Linked DNA regions of Sus scrofa: region 1 is linked to region 2. The links are chromatin contacts, called in public HiChIP or PLAC-seq maps. All regions are on one chromosome and are shown on one strand. The core of a region is the stretch at or near the end of the contact, and the rest is flanking DNA. Distances in the headings are between cores, read along the strand shown. Region 1 has its middle 110 kb from the start of RASGRP1. Region 2 overlaps EIF2AK4 (eIF-2-alpha kinase GCN2).

Region 1 (5,647 bases), core at 116-2,615, 1.3 Mb after region 2:
TTTTTTGGTCCGAGTTCTGTGGGCCAGATCCCACAAAGCTCATGGGGCAATCGAGGTGTCAGCATGGTTGCGTTCCTTTGTGGAGGTTCTGAGGGAGAGTCCATTTCTTTGCTGGTCCAGGTGTCGGCAGTTTCTGGGGGGTGTGGGACTGAGGTCCTCATTTCCTTGCCAGCTGTCAGCTCAGGTCTCCCTGAGCTCTCAGAGGGCTCTTGCTGGTCATTCATGCCTCCCCTTGTATCTCAGCACCAGCGAGGCATCAAATCCTTCTCACAGCTTCTCTTTGGCCTTCTCCACGCTCACGTTTCTCTCTCTGGGCACTCCCAGGGAAGGTCTCCTGCTTTTACAGACTCGCATGGTTAGAATAGTCCACTCGATAATCCAGAATAACCTCTCCAGCACAAGGTCCAATGTGCTAACCACACCTGCTGAGTAAGGTAACATATGTGCAGGATCTGGGGATCAGGATGTGAACATCTTTGGAGACCTGTCATTGTGTCTTCCACACCATTATACAGTCAACGAGAATTACTTTATAGCAGGACCAGGGCTACCTGCTGGTTTAAAATGCCATTATCAGGGGCGTTAGGCTGCGGTGGGAAGTGGAGGGGAGGGGCGGCACACAGGGACATCTGTCCTTTGCAGTAGTTCAGGGAGCACCATTTACACAAAATCCAATATGAACTCTACCCACCATCCACTCATGCACCATCCTCTCACTCCCTTGGCTCACCAGCACTCACCCTGGTCTGGAGTGTGCTCAAGGTCTCTGAAGAGGTCATTGCAATTCTCAGGGAAGCTAAAGAGCCTAGCAGGTTTGGCCACAGCAGAAAGACCAAGAAAGGCCTGGACACAAATGCTGTTCCCACCCTTTCGCCTATTTCCTGATGTGGTTTCACGGTCCCCCAAGGGACAAGAGAGGGAAATGCCCAGGGTCCTCCAGGGCCCTTTGTAACTCCACATCAGAATATGGCGAGAAGGCAAAAACGTTGGTTTCTTACTAACTGAAGCCCCTTCCGGCTGAGGCTCCCTGGCCTATATTTCACGGCTCCTGAGCTCATGGGAGCCACTGACTTGCTGGTTTGTTTCTCAACCACAGTCATGGTGAGTCAGCACAGTGGTTAGCTCTCAGCCGGGAGGCCACAGCCCCCAGCAGAGCCCCAGGCAGACCAGCCTCCTGATCAGCCCGACCTCCATCCCTGGGCCTTACTGGGCTGGCTGGAACCCAGGGGCACACTGCACAGCTGTGCATCCAGCAGAGTGTACGGCTTCCAAAGCCAGGGCATGAAAGATGAAGGTAATGAATAAACCAGGAAAGGAGGCATCAGCCTGGTCCAACAAGCACTGGCTTGCATTTGGCCAATAGCACCTCAGGTTCATCTTGCCTTCCTCTGCTCTAGAGGCCGTGTCTGGGAGCCAGGCCCTGACAACTAGCATCCTTCCTGCACACACAGTCCACCTCACAGCCCTACAGTCTGGCCAGCCAGACTGCTGGGGAGGGGTGTTCAGTACCCCTCATTTAAAGGGCTCTTACTACTCATGCCACAAAACCCAAAACACCAGTGGTGGTCACATCTTCCTCTGACACTTCAAACTTGCTGGTGGGGAAGCTGTTTTGGTGGTGATGCCAAAACATTCCTCATTTTATCTTTTCTATATGCCTCTCCAGGGCTAAGTCACTGACAATAGCCCTGAGTGATACAAAACCAGTTGATAGCAGGAAGGAAACTGATCAGCAGCTAACTAGCTCCAGACGATAGCTCTGTGGCTTGGAAGACAAGTCTTACTCTAAAGGGCCCCCCCAGCCCACCCCAGACCTGAATTACTCTGGCAGCTCTTACAGGGAACATATGCCCCCTGCGTTTCTGCTTAAGGGTGTTGGCCTACAGCTAAGCCTAGGAGGGGGCTTTCCTCTCAGATCTGCCCTCAAAGAGCACCACTGCAGTGACCAGAATTGTCAGTGTCTCTAATCACATGCACACTTAACTCTAAGAACAAAGACTGGCAGAGGACTCTACTGCTGCTTATTGCTAGCAAGGGACAAGGTTATTTGACCCTGCGGAGTCTCCAATTGCTGATTACAGGTAGATGTGGCTTCTATTATTTAAGTCACATAATTCTCTCCTTGCTCCTGATCTACTTTGTGAAACATCCCTAGAAAACTCTGCACCTACTCAAAATACCCAATACGTGGGCACCTTTACATGTCCTACCAGCTTCCCCCATTTCAGCTTGGGTGCATTCATAAATAAGTTAATAGTTCAACTATATGACAAGCTCTCACATAAGAGGGATCATAGGCCTCGTCACCATCAGAACGAGAGAGATTTGCCCCCAAGTTTTGGCTACAAAGCTGCAGACATCATGTCAACCACCTGACATTTGGGGAATAGTGGCAAATCCTCTCTTCCTTCTCACTGTGGTGAGCCCAGGTCATGGATCCAGTCTCTTCACCGGGAATACAGGCTAGTCATCTTGAGTGCACAAAATGATAGCAAAAATAAAGTCACAGGTTGCAGAAGATCTTCAACTCAGGAAAGAAGGCGTTGGCTGGGAGTATCTGCTGTGTTGTGCCCCATCCAGGGATATACAGACATGTTGTGCCACCAGCTCTTGTCACCTGAGGATGTAAGTCAGTTCTCAGCAGGGGGAAAGTCTCTCGTACTGTCATGGGGATAGAGATTCATATATAAAGGACTGCAAAGGACAATTGATTTCTAATGAACTAGACCCAGAGTGACACTGAAAGATGGAAGGTGAGATGTTTAGGTGGGCAGGTAGTTAGGTAACATTGTTCCTGAGAGAGTCTCACATGTTCTGGGAAGGCAAGGCTCCTGGCACAGAACACCTGGGAAATTTCTCAGCTGTCCCATCACCTTTTATGAGTCTTGAACACAGGTGTCCATTTATGTCCTGAGATGAGTTACACCCCACATGTACCCTTGGAACAAGCTTGGCGCCTGACCCCTATACTCTAGCCCATTCGCCTTCTGTCTCTTCTTCCCACAGCCTGAGTCTGTTCTTACCTCAGAGGCCTTTCCTACAGTCTGTCTGGAACATTCTTCCCTGGCTCTCTAGATAGGTGGGTCACTCTTCTCGTTCAGGTCTCAGCTCAACCATCTCCCCTCAGGCCTTCCCTGATGCCCTCTCAGAAGCAGCCACCCACCCCAAGCTTTTGCCATCTCACCATCCTCTGTTTCTTCTTATGCTGTCAGGCACGATTTACTCTGGTTTGCTTATTTCCTGCCTCGTGTCACCCCACAAGCTGTGAGCTTCATGGAAGCAGAGCACTGGCCATCCTGTTCACTGCTGTGTTCCCAGGGCCTCAGATGGTGCCTGGCACAGAGTTGGCAGCTGACATTTGTAGAAGGAAATGTCAAAAGGCGTATTCAGGAGTTCCCACTTTGGCTCAGCAGTAAGAAGCCTAACTAGTATCCATGAGGATGGGGGTTTGATCCCTGGCCTTGCTCAATGTGGTTAAGGATCCAGTGTTACCATGAGCTGTGGTGTGGGTCACCGATGAGGCTCAGATCCTGCATTGCTATGACTGTGGCGTAGGCCGGCAGCTGCCGCTCCATTTTGACCCCAGCCCAGGAACTTCCATATGTTGTGGGTGCAGCCCTGGAAAAAAAAAAAAAAAAAAAAAGGCATATTCAGATGAATGACTTGGATGGACTGGTATGCCCTTGGGGGTCAGACTTGAGGGATAAAGCAAATAACTGGACTCCGGGGAGGCCCTCCCCAAGGGTGGACTCTGGCAGAGAGAGCAGGACCAGGCAGCAAGGCTTGGGTGTCCTGTGGAACAATCCAGATCAAGCATAAGGCTGTGTTGGGTTCCTCCCACCCCAGCCAGGACGAGGGCTGAAGCATCAAGTAATGAGGACCCTCCAAGCCCAGGCTGGAAACCCTGTGGGAAGATCTTATTTCCAGAGAGCTTCCATGAAGACCTCTGGGAGCAAAGTCACTGCAGCTTCAGAACATCTTCAAGTCAGCAGACTCACAAGAGTGTCCCAAGTGTGAGAAGTAACTATCAGGAGCCACAACCACTTTGGGAACCGCCCTCTCTCTGGACTTTCTGAGTTAATGAAGGTTGAGTTGGCATTTTCATTCCTTGTTGCTGAGAGCATCCTACATGATAGGGTCATACGGAAGTGGCAGAGCTGAGGCAAGTCATGCCCAACTCCAAGGCAGCCTATAGGAGCTCCCGTTGTGGCTCAGAGATGAAGAACCCAACACAGTGTCTGCGAGGACGCAGGTTTTTCATCCCCAGCCTTGCTCAATAGGTTAAGGATCTGGCATTGCCTCAAGCTGCAGCGTAGGTCGCAGATGCAGCTCGGATCCAGCATTGCTGTGGCTGTGGTATAGGCTGGATTCAACCCCTAGCCCAAGAATTTCCATACGCACGTGCACCCTTAAAAAAAAAAAATTTTTTTTTTGAGGAAGCCAGTAAAAGCCAAGAGTAAGAAGAGACTGAAAGATGACCAGGAGATTATTTGAATCAGACCACTGGGTTTCTAAACAGTTTTCAACTTGGATGAGAGGTAGATTGTTAAGGTTACCTATATCACCTTGATTTTCTCTCTTTTTCTTATTCAGCACAATCCCCCAAAATGAACATTATCTAGTCAATTGTCAGCTTCCAGTTTTAAAAAATAAAATTGGAAAGAAGGGGCAGATTTGAGGTTTGGAGAGTTATTGAAATTCACAGCTAAAATGAGGAATCTAGATTGTCTTGGATTTTTGGTTAAATGTCTAGTAAATCTCATCTAGGCAATAAACTCAGTGACTAATGAGCCTAACTCAACTGAATTGAGTCTTCAGTCATTTTCCATTTGGGGCATCCAAGTTAAACATTAGAAAGGCCCCTTTACCATTTGGTCACAGTAAAATAGTCAAATCTCCAGTGAAAAGTGGTCACCAGAAATATGTGTTTCTTGGGAGGTTCTTGTCATTTAGCCCTATCGAGGCAGCTATGCAGAGGGCTTGTTTGTTTCTACTAACCTGCAAAGCTGAGATGGCTAGAAATTTCCACAACAGTCCTAAGCAAGTGCTTGGGAGGTGATGGGAATGGAGCATCTGGTTGGGCAGTCACAGCATCTGGAAAGAGAAAAGTCAAGGCTAGTCTGTCTTTTCTTCCTGGTAAAATTAATCGCCTTAAGTTAACACAGAGCATAAGACTTGGTGGCACAAAAGGAATAACACGGTTGGACTTCCTGTTGTGGTGCAGCGGTAAAGAACCCAACTAGTATCTTGAGGAAGAGGGTTCGATCCCTGGCCTCAGTCAGTGGGTTAAAGATCCCGCTTTGCTGCGGCTGTGATGTAGACTGGCAGCTGCAGCTCCAATTAGATCCCTAGCCTGGGAACTTCCATATGCTGTGGCTGTGCCCCACCCCACCCCCCGCCAAAAAAAAAAAGAGTAACACAGTTATAGAAGGTATAATTTGGAGGCTCTGTCAAGAGCAGAGATAAGCACACCCTATGAGACATAAACTAGTGCTCAGTGACCAGGGTCTCAGGAGCAGGAACAATGCCTGCATCTGTGTTGAGGTTCCAGGAGGACAAAGCATTTTGGTTTGCAGTGCCAATCTGCTCTTCTTGACTTTAGGACACATCTACTTGATGCTTGCTATTTTCTCACGTGGAATTTTCC
Region 2 (5,803 bases), core at 2,604-5,103:
TCAGCATCCCACTAGGAAAAAATAGATAAGACTTAATCACTGGTACTAGGGTTTATTAACTGGCTTTTTCTGGGTGACTAATGAAATGTCAATGCCATTTCCCCCTTTAAGTATACTGAAGAGATCAGTTACAGGGAGAGAGAACCAGTGGGGAGACTGCTTGGGTTCTTTGAAGTATTGAGTTTCTCTCCAAGACCACCTTACTAGATCCTGATTGACAATGCTGCAGCCGCAGTGTGCCACTGTGACTTGTGTACCAGTTATTTCTGCCAACTGTTGACTTCATGTGAAATGGAGATACCACCTCTGATGTGAATATGAATGGCTTATAAAGCAGTAAACTGCTAGTACAGTGCTATGTGCTTATTTACCAGACAAGAGAATACCAATGGGGAAAGGGAAGGCGGAGAGTTAGCCTTTTTTTTTTTTTTTAAATAATTTTTACAGCCGCACCTGCAGTATATGGACGTTCGCAGGTCAAGGGTCAAATTGGAGCTGCAGCTTGTAGAAACAGTGGATCCTTAACTCACTGAATGAAGCCAGGGATCGAACCCACATTCTCACAGAGAAAATGATGTCGGGTCCCTAATCTGCTGAGCCACAAACAGGAACTCTGAGAGTAAGCTTATAAAAGAAGCTACAAGGGTATATTATATAGCTCAGGGAATATGGCCAGTATTTTATATAAACAGAGTATGACTTTAAAAAGACCCAGAAAATGGTAGTGTTTAATGTTAGTTCTGGGGCAAAATTCGTCTTTCATCTAATGTAATCTGTGACTACACATTCTGGATAGACGAAAGTATTTTTTGGTATGACATGTAAAAATCACCTCTAGGTTATAAACTTTCTTATAGCAAAGGTAAGTATAAAGATTTTTAAAAGTTCAATTAGGCTATCTGATAATAAGGGTATACCTGTAAAAAAAAAAAAAAAGCATAAAGGACCTAAATTAATTTAATTTTTACAAAAAGATCTCCATGTAGTTCTAGTTCTGCAAATGAGCTTCCCTGGTTAGAACAGTTTGTTTGAAGCAGAATAATATAGTGGTTAAGAAATCCTTGCTCTGCAGCTTCCTAGTTGGGTGACTTTGAATAAGATACTTAACTTCTCTGCTTCTGTTCTCCACAAAATGTAAAATGATTCCATTTATCTGTAAAATGGAGACCTGTAAAAAAGGTAATAATATGTATCCCTTGGGGTTGTTATGATTAAATGAGTTAATATTTGTAAAATGCTTAGAACAAGACCTTCCAGAGCCTAACACACAATAAAATCATCTCTGAGATTTTTTTTTTTTTTTTTTTTTTTTTTTTTTTTTTTTTTTTTTTTTTTTTTTTGTTGCTATTTCTTGGCGCTCTGGCATATGAGTTCCAGCTAGTTGAATCGAGCTGTACCACCCTACTCCAGACCACAGCAACGGGATCCGAGCCGCGTCTGCAGCTACACACAGCTCATGCAAGCTGGATCGTTACCCTGAGAAGAGGACCGAACCGCAACTCATGTCTAGTCGATTTTAACCACTGCCACGACGGAATCCATCTCTGAGATTTAAAAGAAAATCACTAGAAAAGTATGATTCCCTCAAAATCTGATTTGGTTATATATATATCACATAAAAGGAACACTATTACTAAATTCCTGGAACTGCCAGAAAAACACCTACTATCACTAAGAAAATGACATTTTCAATTTTCTTTAGACAAATTGACAGCAGAGCTTTGGGATTTTTAAAGGCCATCATGTAGAGGAGTTTGTCTTGCTTACCTCTAATGATAAAAACTGTAAGATTGTTTCCTTGGGTAGATCCACCTGTTATACACAAAAATGTACATCATGTCAGGGAGCCTAGCAGCACATATGGACTTGAGACTGTGGTGTCACTCTGGATGGAGCAACGTGAATGGGATGCTGCCTTGCTACTTTTGGGCCCTGGTTAAGAGATGAGACCTCAGCCCTGGTAAGCTAATATGCCCAGTCTCCTCACATTCCATTGGAAGGTTTGACACTGTTATCTGAAACATTTAGGAAAATGATGATTTTCGTTTTCACTACCCACCCCCACCACCTTTCAGGGGAAGAAAGTAGGAATAACAAAAAACCTCCCATTTTCTCCCCACTTCTTTACAGATTTAGACTACACGTGGTTCACAGCAGTGGTAACAGGCTTGCATCCCGTTGTTGCTGAAGCTGAGCAAAAGAGCCCTGACCTCTGAGGAAACTACTCTGATAGCAGAGCAAAAGTCATCCTCAAACTGTTGTTAAAGGACGTGACTTACAGCCAAAATTTCAATTTCACTGCTTTTCTGATGTAAGTTGGCAAGGGAGGTCTGAAGTCGAGTTTGTACCTGACAAGAAGAAAAGGTGTCAGAATTCAGAATCTGTTAAAGTGACCATCTTTCTTGCCATTTCTTTTTTTTTCTTTTTGCCATTTCTTGGGCCGCTCCCACAGCATATGGAGGTTCCCAGGCTAGGGGTCGAATCAGAGCTGTAGCTGCCAGCCTATGCCAGAGCCACAGCAATGTAGGATCCGAGCTGCATCTGCACCCTACACCACAGCTCACGGCAATGCCGGATCCTTAACCCACTGAGCAAGGCCAAGGATCGAACTCGCAACCTCATGGTTCCTAGTCGGATTTGTTAACCACTGCGCCACGACAGGAACTCCCCATTTCATTTTTTATTCCAAGAAACAGTCATGGGTGACAAACCAAAGCCTAGAAGGGATCCCAAATATATAACCTAAGGACTTGTTTTTAATCCAATTCGGAAAGATGATTGTCTAACTTATTATGATCTTGGGGGAAATGAGATTTTATAGCCTATCTTGATCATTTGTTAACTAATCCACCTAGCTGCTTATTTATAATTTTGAAATGACACCTAATAGATGCTCAATACAGTCAAATAGTGCGTGTGGAAGCAGGGAGATTTTAGTACTAAGCTAAATTTAGAAAAACAGGAAGGTGACAGTAGTGGGAACACAGAACTGAAATATGTTAGAAAGTTAATGAAAAATGAGTTTCCACCCAACATTCTGAGAAGCCAGCCAGGAAAGCTTACATAATGAGGTAACCTGATCTTTTGTATTTCAGTCTAATCCCATTTCTAAATAATGACTGATCTCTTTAACACCCTCTTCCCAAGTGAGGCCAGTGTCACAACCCTGCTCATTAGCCTGTCTGCACTGTCCTTTGTGCCCTCCCTTCCATTTGAAATACCCTCTTCTTTCCTCCCTGCCTGTTTAAATCCTTCAGGGATCACCTCCATGTAGTCTTTCTTGATCACCCATGCAAACGCTGACCTCTGTCTCTCTCTCATGTCTATATCACTCTCTAACACTCATTAATTCAGCATCCTATGACTTATGTCTTCCTATTCTCTAACTCAATAATGCATATGCTTCTAAGGATGCAAACTCTTCAAGGACTGGGGCAACATCACATCTTAATCTGTTTTACCTGGCACTTAGCACAGACTCAGGTAAATGGTGGAAACCGGAAACATGTATGCAATGAGAAATCTGCCTCAAGTTTTCTGAGAGATGTCTCTTGTTATTCACAACAAAAACAAACCCCACCTGCAATTAGAGCCGGATCAGAAAGTTTCTGTTTAGATCCACTAATTCTGACCAACAGCTGCTTTTAGGTGCCTACAGGGTATACTGACGCCTCTTTGGAGGACAAACGGGGCAGAATCCTGGCACCAGGGATGCTTTGTGATGATGAAATTTTCAGAAGCCACCAGGAAGTGGGAAGAAAAACATTTCCAGGAAACTGCTTCTTCTTTCCCTTTCCTGTTTTCTTCCTCTGTAGCTCACATTAGAAAGCTGAGGAAACTGACCACGTACCTGGGTTTCATATCGCCTCCTAGTGCTGGCTGACAGCTTCTCTGGGGCTACCACGCTCACAATGGGAACAACTGTTGCTCCATGGATTTCAAACAAACCTGAAAGAGAGTTTTAGAACTTATGGCCTTATATGGTCTCACTTTGTTTTTTTTTTTGTTTTTTTTCTTTTTGCCATTTATTGGGCCGCTCTTGCGGCATATGGAGTTCCCAGGCTAGTGGCCTAATCGGAGCTGTAGCCAGCCTACGCCAGAGCCACAGCAACGCAGGAACCGAGCCGCGTCTGCAACCTACACCACAGCTCACGGCAACGCCAGATCTTTAACCCACTGTGGTCTCACTTTCTGTAACACACCACAAAGATGACAGCGATGATTAGAAAACACTGGAGGGTGATTCTATGGACTAGATTCTATCTGAGCCTTGTTTTCTATCTCTGCAACTGCCTTCACTTGCTAAGAAGCCCAGAACTCCACCCATCACCCTCAGCTGTTTTGAAGCTTCTGTCAAGATCACCAGCCTTCTCTCCATAGGTGGGAGGTGACAGGCATAGGGGAAGCATTATGAGTCAAACCTCATGAACCTAAGGGAAAAGAAATCAAACTTAATATGCCCCAGACTCTAATACTTATTTAAATTCCTCAAAAGATTTGAAATCTGATGGTAACAGGAAGTCAGTGCTAACAGAAATGGACCCAAAAGACCCAATTCTTTTAAAGCCAAATATGTCTTCCTGTTCTTCATTGGGAACATTTTCAATCAGGTTGACAGATGTGAAACTAAAGGTGTAACTATCACTACTGTTCCCTCTTGGCTTTCTTGAAAACAAACGTATATAGTGCCTTTCCATAAGGCATTTCAAAATACTTGTCTTCAATCTTCTGGATGGGGAAAATTTATCCACATTTGATCTATACAATAAACTGAATTGAAGGGAGATTAAACCACTTGTAAAAAATAAGACAGGAAGACAGAGCTATATCAGGATCGGAAGAGTTGCCAAATTCCCAGTGGTTTCATTTTCTAAGATGTGGGTTTCAAAGCATAGGGATGAATTCAGTTTGGTAAAATTAATTGTATATATGTTACTTAAAAATATATATTTCTTTTTTTTTTTTTATTTTCCCACTGTACAGCAAGGGGGTCAGGTTATCCTTACATGTATACATTGCAATTACAGTTTTTCCCCCACCCTTTCTTCTGTTGCAACATGAGTATCTAGACATAGTTCTCAATGCTATTCAGCAGGATCTCCTTGTAAATCTATTCTAGTGAAAAATATATTTCTGATGCGGTGACTTAGCCACAGTCCTAAGTATTTAGAGCAAATGCACACAAGCATTGTTATGTTTAGATTACAATTAGTAATTATACCTGAAGCATTAGAAAATGACCCCTTCAGACTTTGTACTGCAAGATTATCGGAACCTTCTCTAAAAACAAGCAAACAAAAACAATTAGAATAAACAGTCAATGAGACAAAAGCAACACAGATGATTTATAGTGAGCTATACTTGGAGGCTTTTTTTCTATTAAGTATAAAAATATTTAATAACTTTTGGTTATTAGTGGAGGAATAACAAAACCAAAAAATTTGCACTCAATTATGCTTTGGTTAAGAGCAAATAAAAATGATAAAGGATGTCATTTCAAATTAACATTCTAACATTCTCATTTATTCAGCTGGGTTTGAAATTCTGGCTCAACATAAAAAGCTAATTTCAATGAAATATAATGGTGCTCTTTCTGCTCCCCTTATAATACAAGGAAACATAAGCAATGCCCCACCTTCATTATGGCAGCAGCCCTGGAGATCACCCACAGGAGAATGTTTAGTAAATGAGATTCTTTCAAAAGCTGTGAATGGATGTTTTTTCAAAGACTGAATTAATTTATAGCCTTTGAGAGACACAATGGCACTCTATCTTGGGAAAAAAGGGGAATAATCATTCACAT

The links. HiChIP or PLAC-seq counts read pairs in DNA pulled down with a chosen protein or histone mark.
Region 1: a contact with region 2 is called in an H3K27ac HiChIP or PLAC-seq map of alveolar macrophages. The contact joins two enhancer-like sites.

Annotation. Positions count from the first base shown.
Region 1 is chr1:132,588,241-132,593,887 of Sscrofa11.1, forward strand. No RefSeq gene overlaps it. Among named protein-coding and RNA genes, the nearest start is that of RASGRP1, 110 kb to the right of the region's middle. Within about 2 kb of position 1,366, at least 16 of the 83 cell types and tissues checked have an H3K27ac peak or open chromatin away from gene starts, as enhancers often do. A contact at or near this core is called in alveolar macrophages, where this site is marked.
Region 2 is chr1:131,246,403-131,252,205 of Sscrofa11.1, forward strand. EIF2AK4 (eIF-2-alpha kinase GCN2) reads right to left here. Exons shown (of 38, transcript XR_002345552.1): 34 at 3,851-3,948; 35 at 2,280-2,348; 36 at 1,768-1,812; 37 at 1-11. It overlaps SRP14 (signal recognition particle 14 kDa protein), which reads left to right. Exons shown (of 5, transcript XM_003121602.6): 5 at 1-1,291. Among named protein-coding and RNA genes, the nearest start is that of SRP14, 7.7 kb to the left of the region's middle. Within about 2 kb of position 3,854, at least 2 of the 83 cell types and tissues checked have an H3K27ac peak or open chromatin away from gene starts, as enhancers often do. A contact at or near this core is called in alveolar macrophages, where this site is marked.